Regions from separate parts of the Pan troglodytes genome. Here region 1 is linked to region 2. The links are chromatin contacts, called in public HiChIP or PLAC-seq maps. All regions are on one chromosome and are shown on one strand. Each heading gives the region's core, a stretch centred on a gene start, on an enhancer-like site or on the middle of the called end of the contact. The rest is flanking DNA. Distances are from core to core; before and after follow the strand shown. Region 1 holds the start of ELAC2 (elaC ribonuclease Z 2). Region 2 holds the start of HS3ST3A1 (heparan sulfate-glucosamine 3-sulfotransferase 3A1).

Region 1 (2,700 bases), core at 183-2,682, 580 kb after region 2:
AATACACTAATGAGCAAAAATATATGGGGAAAGAGGAACGTGTAGTTTTGACTTAACTGAAGAAACCAAGAGGAAACTGGTCTCCATATGAAAATGTGATCCTGGAAAGTCAGGTGTCAAGATTTTCGAGTAGGAATCTACATGACTTGAATCTCCCTTACTTCCTGAATAAAAGTGACATCTTTCAGTATTTATTTTAAAAAATCATATGTCAGTGGAGCTTCCAGGTAAATTATCTTTAAAAAATCATATTTGAGTGGAGCTTCCAGGTAAATTATCTTCCTCTTTTAAGGGAGCTCCCTGTATTTCTAGCGGCTTTAACTGATATCCCTTTCAGTGAGAAATCCTCATTAGCTACGTAAGAGGGGACTGGGTGTTTTTTTTCAAAAAGCTGGTATTGGGACATCTACTTCTGTGATGTCCCTGGTCAGCTATATTGTCTAGGAGTTGAACCATTTTGTATTAATTTTCTATCATTTACTGGGTGCCTCTTCTGTGACAGTGCCACTCAAAGGGCTATTGATATATTATCAGGTGACTGAATTCTATATTCTGAAGTAGGAGATATTGTTATTGCTGTTATTACATTTTACAGATAAGAAAGCTGAGGCTCTGAGAGGTCAAGATCACGCAGCTAACAAATGAGCCAAGACTCTTGCTTTAGAGCTTGTCCTCTATTCTTGCTTTTCTTTCCAAAAAACACTACAATTTTTGTTTTGTTTTGTTTTGAGACAGGGTCTCGATCTGTCACCCAGGCTGGAGTGCAGTGGCGCGATTTCGACTCACCGCAACCTCCGCCTCCGCGCTTAAGCGATTCTCCTGCCTCAGCCTCCCGAGTAGCTGGGACTACAAGCTCGGGACACCACGTAAAAATGATCAAGTTCTAACATGTATGCATACGAATTACAATGGAAATAAAATTAGCAAAGCGCTTATGCTAATGCTCAATACAATTGATTTCCTCACATTTAATCCTCACAACCACTACAACCACCTCTAACTCAAGCTCTGAGGGACTGACGTGCCCTAACGACACAGCTCTTATCTGGTGGGAACAGGAGCGTTTTAGCGAAACTCCAAACTCCTAGGACCCGCCTTCCCCAGGAAGGCTTTTCCTGGCACTGTGCTTCCGGAAGTCCCACCCCAGGAGAAAAACAGCTTCCGGAAAAAATTGCGGCCGGGAATCCGGAACAGAACTAGGGGCGGGGCCGCTTGAGACGCTCTAGTATTCCTCTACTCTATGGCCGCTGTCAATTGACAAGTCCCGAGCGGTAAAGCTCCTTTCTATTGGATGAGCAGCCTCGCGTAGGCGGGAAGCTCGGTGCACGGCGCGCTGATTGGCTGGATCCGCCATGCGGAGCGGCTAGGTGGTGCACGGGAAACGCGGGCGTAGGTGACCGGCGGCTTTCTCAGTTTTGGTGGAGACGGGCGCATGTGGGCGCTTTGCTCGCTGCTGCGGTCCGCGGCCGGACGCACCATGTCGCAGGGACGCACCATATCGCAGGCACCCGCCCGCCGCGAGCGGCCGCGCAAGGACCCGCTGCGGCACCTGCGCACGCGAGAGAAGCGCGGACCGTCGGGGTGCTCCGGCGGCCCAAACACCGTGTACCTGCAGGTGGTGGCAGCGGGTAGCCGGGACTCGGGCGCCGCGCTCTACGTCTTCTCCGAGTTCAACCGGTCAGTCTACGAGCCACGCCCCGTCCCGCTGGGCCCTCAGTGCGGCGCAGCCTCTGAGCATCGGGGCACCTCCCAGGGCTTCGGCTTCCCTACTTCACACATGTGGTTCACTGTTGCGGGGGTTCGTGGAGTTATGGTGGGTGGGAAATCCGAGATTCTTTGCATCCATGTGATTTCTGGGGATCTGTGAAGAACTTCAGACGTGGGTCTGAGCGTCCTTTTCCCAACCCTTGGGCCCCGGCCTGGCTGTCAGCACTTTCGGAGCTCCACCCTCTTCCGTGCACCCCAAGGCCAGTGTGTCGTTGTTAGCGTGTGGGGTGGACAGATCTTGTGTGTAGCCGGTGGTGGAGAAAGGACTCATTTTGTCCTAGCACCCACACACACAGGCCCCCACTCCTCTCCACCTCTGCTAAGGAGGGCTCAAAACCCACCAGCATAAATGTGGCTCGGTAGTCCAACGTGGACTTTTAATTTTTTTTCTTTTTTTTTTTTCCAGAGTCTACAATAAAACATCTAATTGGTGTCAGAGAGTTTACAGAATAAAACCTTCTGAATGTCTTGTGTAATGTGTGTCTTGTAGGTATCTCTTCAACTGTGGAGAAGGCATTCAGAGACTCATGCAGGAGCACAAGTGAGTCAGTCTCTTGCTTTCGGAGGGGGAGTTGATTACGGGGCTTGAAAGCCGAAATGTGAGGCCAGTTGTTTTTTATAGCAAAAGTGGCCCTTGTTCTGTTCCTGTTATCCTGTTTAAATGTTTTCTCATTCTTAGGTTAAAGGTTGCTCGCCTGGACAACATATTCCTGACACGAATGCACTGGTCTAATGTTGGGGGCTTAAGTGGTGAGTATATTCTTTGCAGTGTCAGAGGCTGGTGGGAAGTCTCTGGAATTTTAACCGGCTTTACCATTTTTCCAAGTCTGGGGTGGGCAGCTACTTTTTTTTTTTTTTTTTTTTTTTTTTTGGTCAGTGGCGTGATCTTGGCTCACTGCAACCTTTGCCTTCTGGGCTCAGGTGATCCCCTCA
Region 2 (2,700 bases), core at 141-2,640:
TGCAGAGGAATTCGGTTTGCTCCAGACAAACGGGGGCGTGGCGCGCAGCGCAGTACTGGGAACTGCTGCAAACAAAACTTCCAAGGGGACGAGGAGTAGGTTCCAGGCGATGGAAAGCAGTGGGATGGGGAAGGATAGGGCAACAGTGCCAAGAGGGGAGCAGAGCGCGGGGAACCTGGAGAGGGTCAGGGCTGCGGAGGGCTGAGCTGCGGTGGAGAGCTCTGGAGCCCCTCACCAAGCTAGTGGCGTCTTGGGTGGAAGTCAGGCCCCCAGAGATCCGGCCGGCCTTAGCTGTCACTCAGGCAACCCCGGAGCCGCCGCAGACACCGGATCCACTGGAAGGGGGCGAAGCCGCGGGGAGGAATGGGGGACACTGGGGAAGGGGCGTCGCCCCTGCCGCCCCCGCCCTCTCCAGTGCCATTGGGCGGCTGCTGCGGAGCCCGCGCCACCTTTTCTCCATCCCACCCCGTCCGTCTGGCCCCGCCTGGCCGCTGGTCCGCGCCCCGCTGCGCTCGTCCGGGGGCTGGTCCGGCCTGGGCCGTTGACGTCACCAGCAAGTTTGCTGCCCTCGGCGTCCCACGTGTGGCGGCGGCAGCGGCGGCCCAGGAGGCAGCCGGTGAGCGCCTGCGAGCAGAGTGGCGGGGGCCGCTGACAGGTCCCGCGCAGCCCAGCCCAGCCCAGCCACGCGGCTCACAGGTGGGGTCCAAGAGCAATTTGGAGCAACCCGGCGCTACGGAGAGGGGTGGACGGCTCTGCACGGGCCTCCTGTCTCCCGCTCGGGCAGAGGGACTCGGGGGGACCTCGCTCCTTGGCCGAGAGAACCTGAACTCGGGCGGAGAGAACGCGCCCAGGCGGGCAAGGGGACCAGAGAAAGCCGGGGCTGGAAGTCACTGTCGCTCGCCACTGTCTGGAGCGCACGGAGCGCAGAGGCCCGGCAGCCGCGCGTGCCCTCACGGGGACCGAGCCAGTGATGCAGGATCGCTGAGCGGAGATCCGCGCCGAGAAGTCTCTCGGGGCCGGGGCTGAGACGCACGCCTTCGACACCGCTGCCAAGACCCCGATTCCGGCTACTCTTGCGGGGAACCGAGGGGCCAAGGCTGCCCCAAGCTCAGGACTTGGGCGAGTCTAAGACGATGGTTTCTTAAGCACGGACCCGCGTTCCCCTTCCCGCCCCCTCGACTGGAGGCAGGGATCCTGCGCGGGGCCCCCGGGATTCCGTTTCCCCGCGGAGCCCCGGCCGCTGCCTCCCGGGACAGTTCGCACGGCCACAGGGGCGCACGGCGATGTGGCCTCCGTCCAGCGCGCTGGCCCGCCGGGGGGATGCTCTGGCACCAGTCGGGGTCCAGGCCTAGCATGGCCGGCGCGTTGCCCGACGTCGCCTCCGGCTAGGATGGCCCCTCCGGGCCCGGCCAGTGCCCTCTCCACCTCGTCCGAGCCGCTGTCCCGCAGCATCTTCCGGAAGTTCTTGCTGATGCTCTGCTCCCTGCTCACGTCCCTTTACGTCTTCTACTGCCTGGCCGAGCGCTGCCAGACCCTGTCCGGCCCCGTCGTGGGGCTGTCCGGCGGCGGCGAGGAGGCGGGGGCCCCTGGTGGCGGCGTCCTGGCCGGAGGCCCGAGGGAGCTGGCGGTGTGGCCGGCGGCGGCACAGAGAAAGCGCCTCCTGCAACTGCCGCAGTGGCGGAGGCGCCGGCCGCCCGCGCCCCGCGACGACGGCGAGGAGGCGGCCTGGGAAGAAGAGTCCCCTGGCCTGTCAGGGGGTCCGGGCGGCTCCGGGGCCGGAAGCACCGTGGCCGAGGCCCCGCCGGGGACCCTGGCGCTGCTCCTGGACGAAGGCAGCAAGCAGCTGCCGCAGGCCATCATCATCGGAGTGAAGAAGGGCGGCACGCGGGCGCTGCTGGAGTTCCTGCGCGTGCACCCCGACGTGCGCGCCGTGGGCGCCGAGCCCCACTTCTTCGACCGCAGCTACGACAAGGGCCTCGCCTGGTACCGGTGAGCGGGGCGGGCCAGGGCTGGGGCTGAAGGATCCGGGGGTCCTGGGCTGGGAAAGACGTGGAGGAGCCCTCGGTGACCCCCAGTTCGCCCTCCTCCCCACTTCATGCAGAAGGCGAAGGGTCGTCAAGGGTCTTTCTTCCCTCTCCGCCTTCTCCTTCCTGGGAAGTGGATGTTGAAGGAGAGAGTGGGAGGGAAATTCTGGCCTTCATAATTTTCATCCTTGGGAATCCCTTGCCAGTAAATAGCCAGTATGGTCTCTTTCTCCTGCTCTGCGAAAGTATTCATGTATTTAACTAAAGGAAAAAAAAAGTCTCTTCTAAATTAGAAACCTGTTCAACAATTAATAGATTGCCTTCTCCTTCCCAAGGAAGCCCGTTTTCATTCTTTATCTTTTGGAAAGTTCTTTGTGGTTAACACAGTCTTTACCATCAGGTGTTTATTTACCTTGACCTTTTGCCAGATAGTTGTCCTAGGTGGGAAGTAATATAGAGACTTAGTAAAAGTGTCAAGAACCAGAGAATCTGGGTAGTTTGGAAAATATATGTCTGTCTGAGCAAGGGAAAGCAACCAGGCTCTGTATTTTAAAGGACGCTTGGCAATAACTTTTGTTTGAGGGCAAGGAATGAGTTTTGTAAAGTGCTTTTGATATTTGCAGGGAAAAGTAACTTTTGTCTTTTGACTGACAGAAACTTTTCTAAAGATCTTCAA

Evidence for each region. HiChIP or PLAC-seq counts read pairs in DNA pulled down with a chosen protein or histone mark.
Region 1: an H3K4me3 HiChIP or PLAC-seq map of stem cell-derived excitatory neurons shows a contact between it and region 2, with 2.7 times the contacts expected there. The contact joins the promoter of ELAC2 here to the promoter of HS3ST3A1 in region 2. A contact is called at or near these places in 2 of 7 Hi-C or Micro-C datasets (induced pluripotent stem cells and stem cell-derived neural progenitor cells) and 1 of 1 datasets of contacts at active chromatin or transcription factors (stem cell-derived excitatory neurons).

Annotation. Positions count from the first base shown.
Region 1 is chr19:57,678,440-57,681,139 of NHGRI_mPanTro3-v2.0_pri, forward strand. ELAC2 (elaC ribonuclease Z 2) reads left to right here and starts at 1,433. Exons shown (of 24, transcript NM_001009034.1): 1 at 1,433-1,677; 2 at 2,258-2,308; 3 at 2,447-2,517. The coding sequence starts at 1,433.
Region 2 is chr19:57,095,581-57,098,280 of NHGRI_mPanTro3-v2.0_pri, forward strand. HS3ST3A1 (heparan sulfate-glucosamine 3-sulfotransferase 3A1) reads left to right here and starts at 1,391. Exons shown (of 2, transcript XM_511827.8): 1 at 1,391-1,989. The coding sequence starts at 1,391.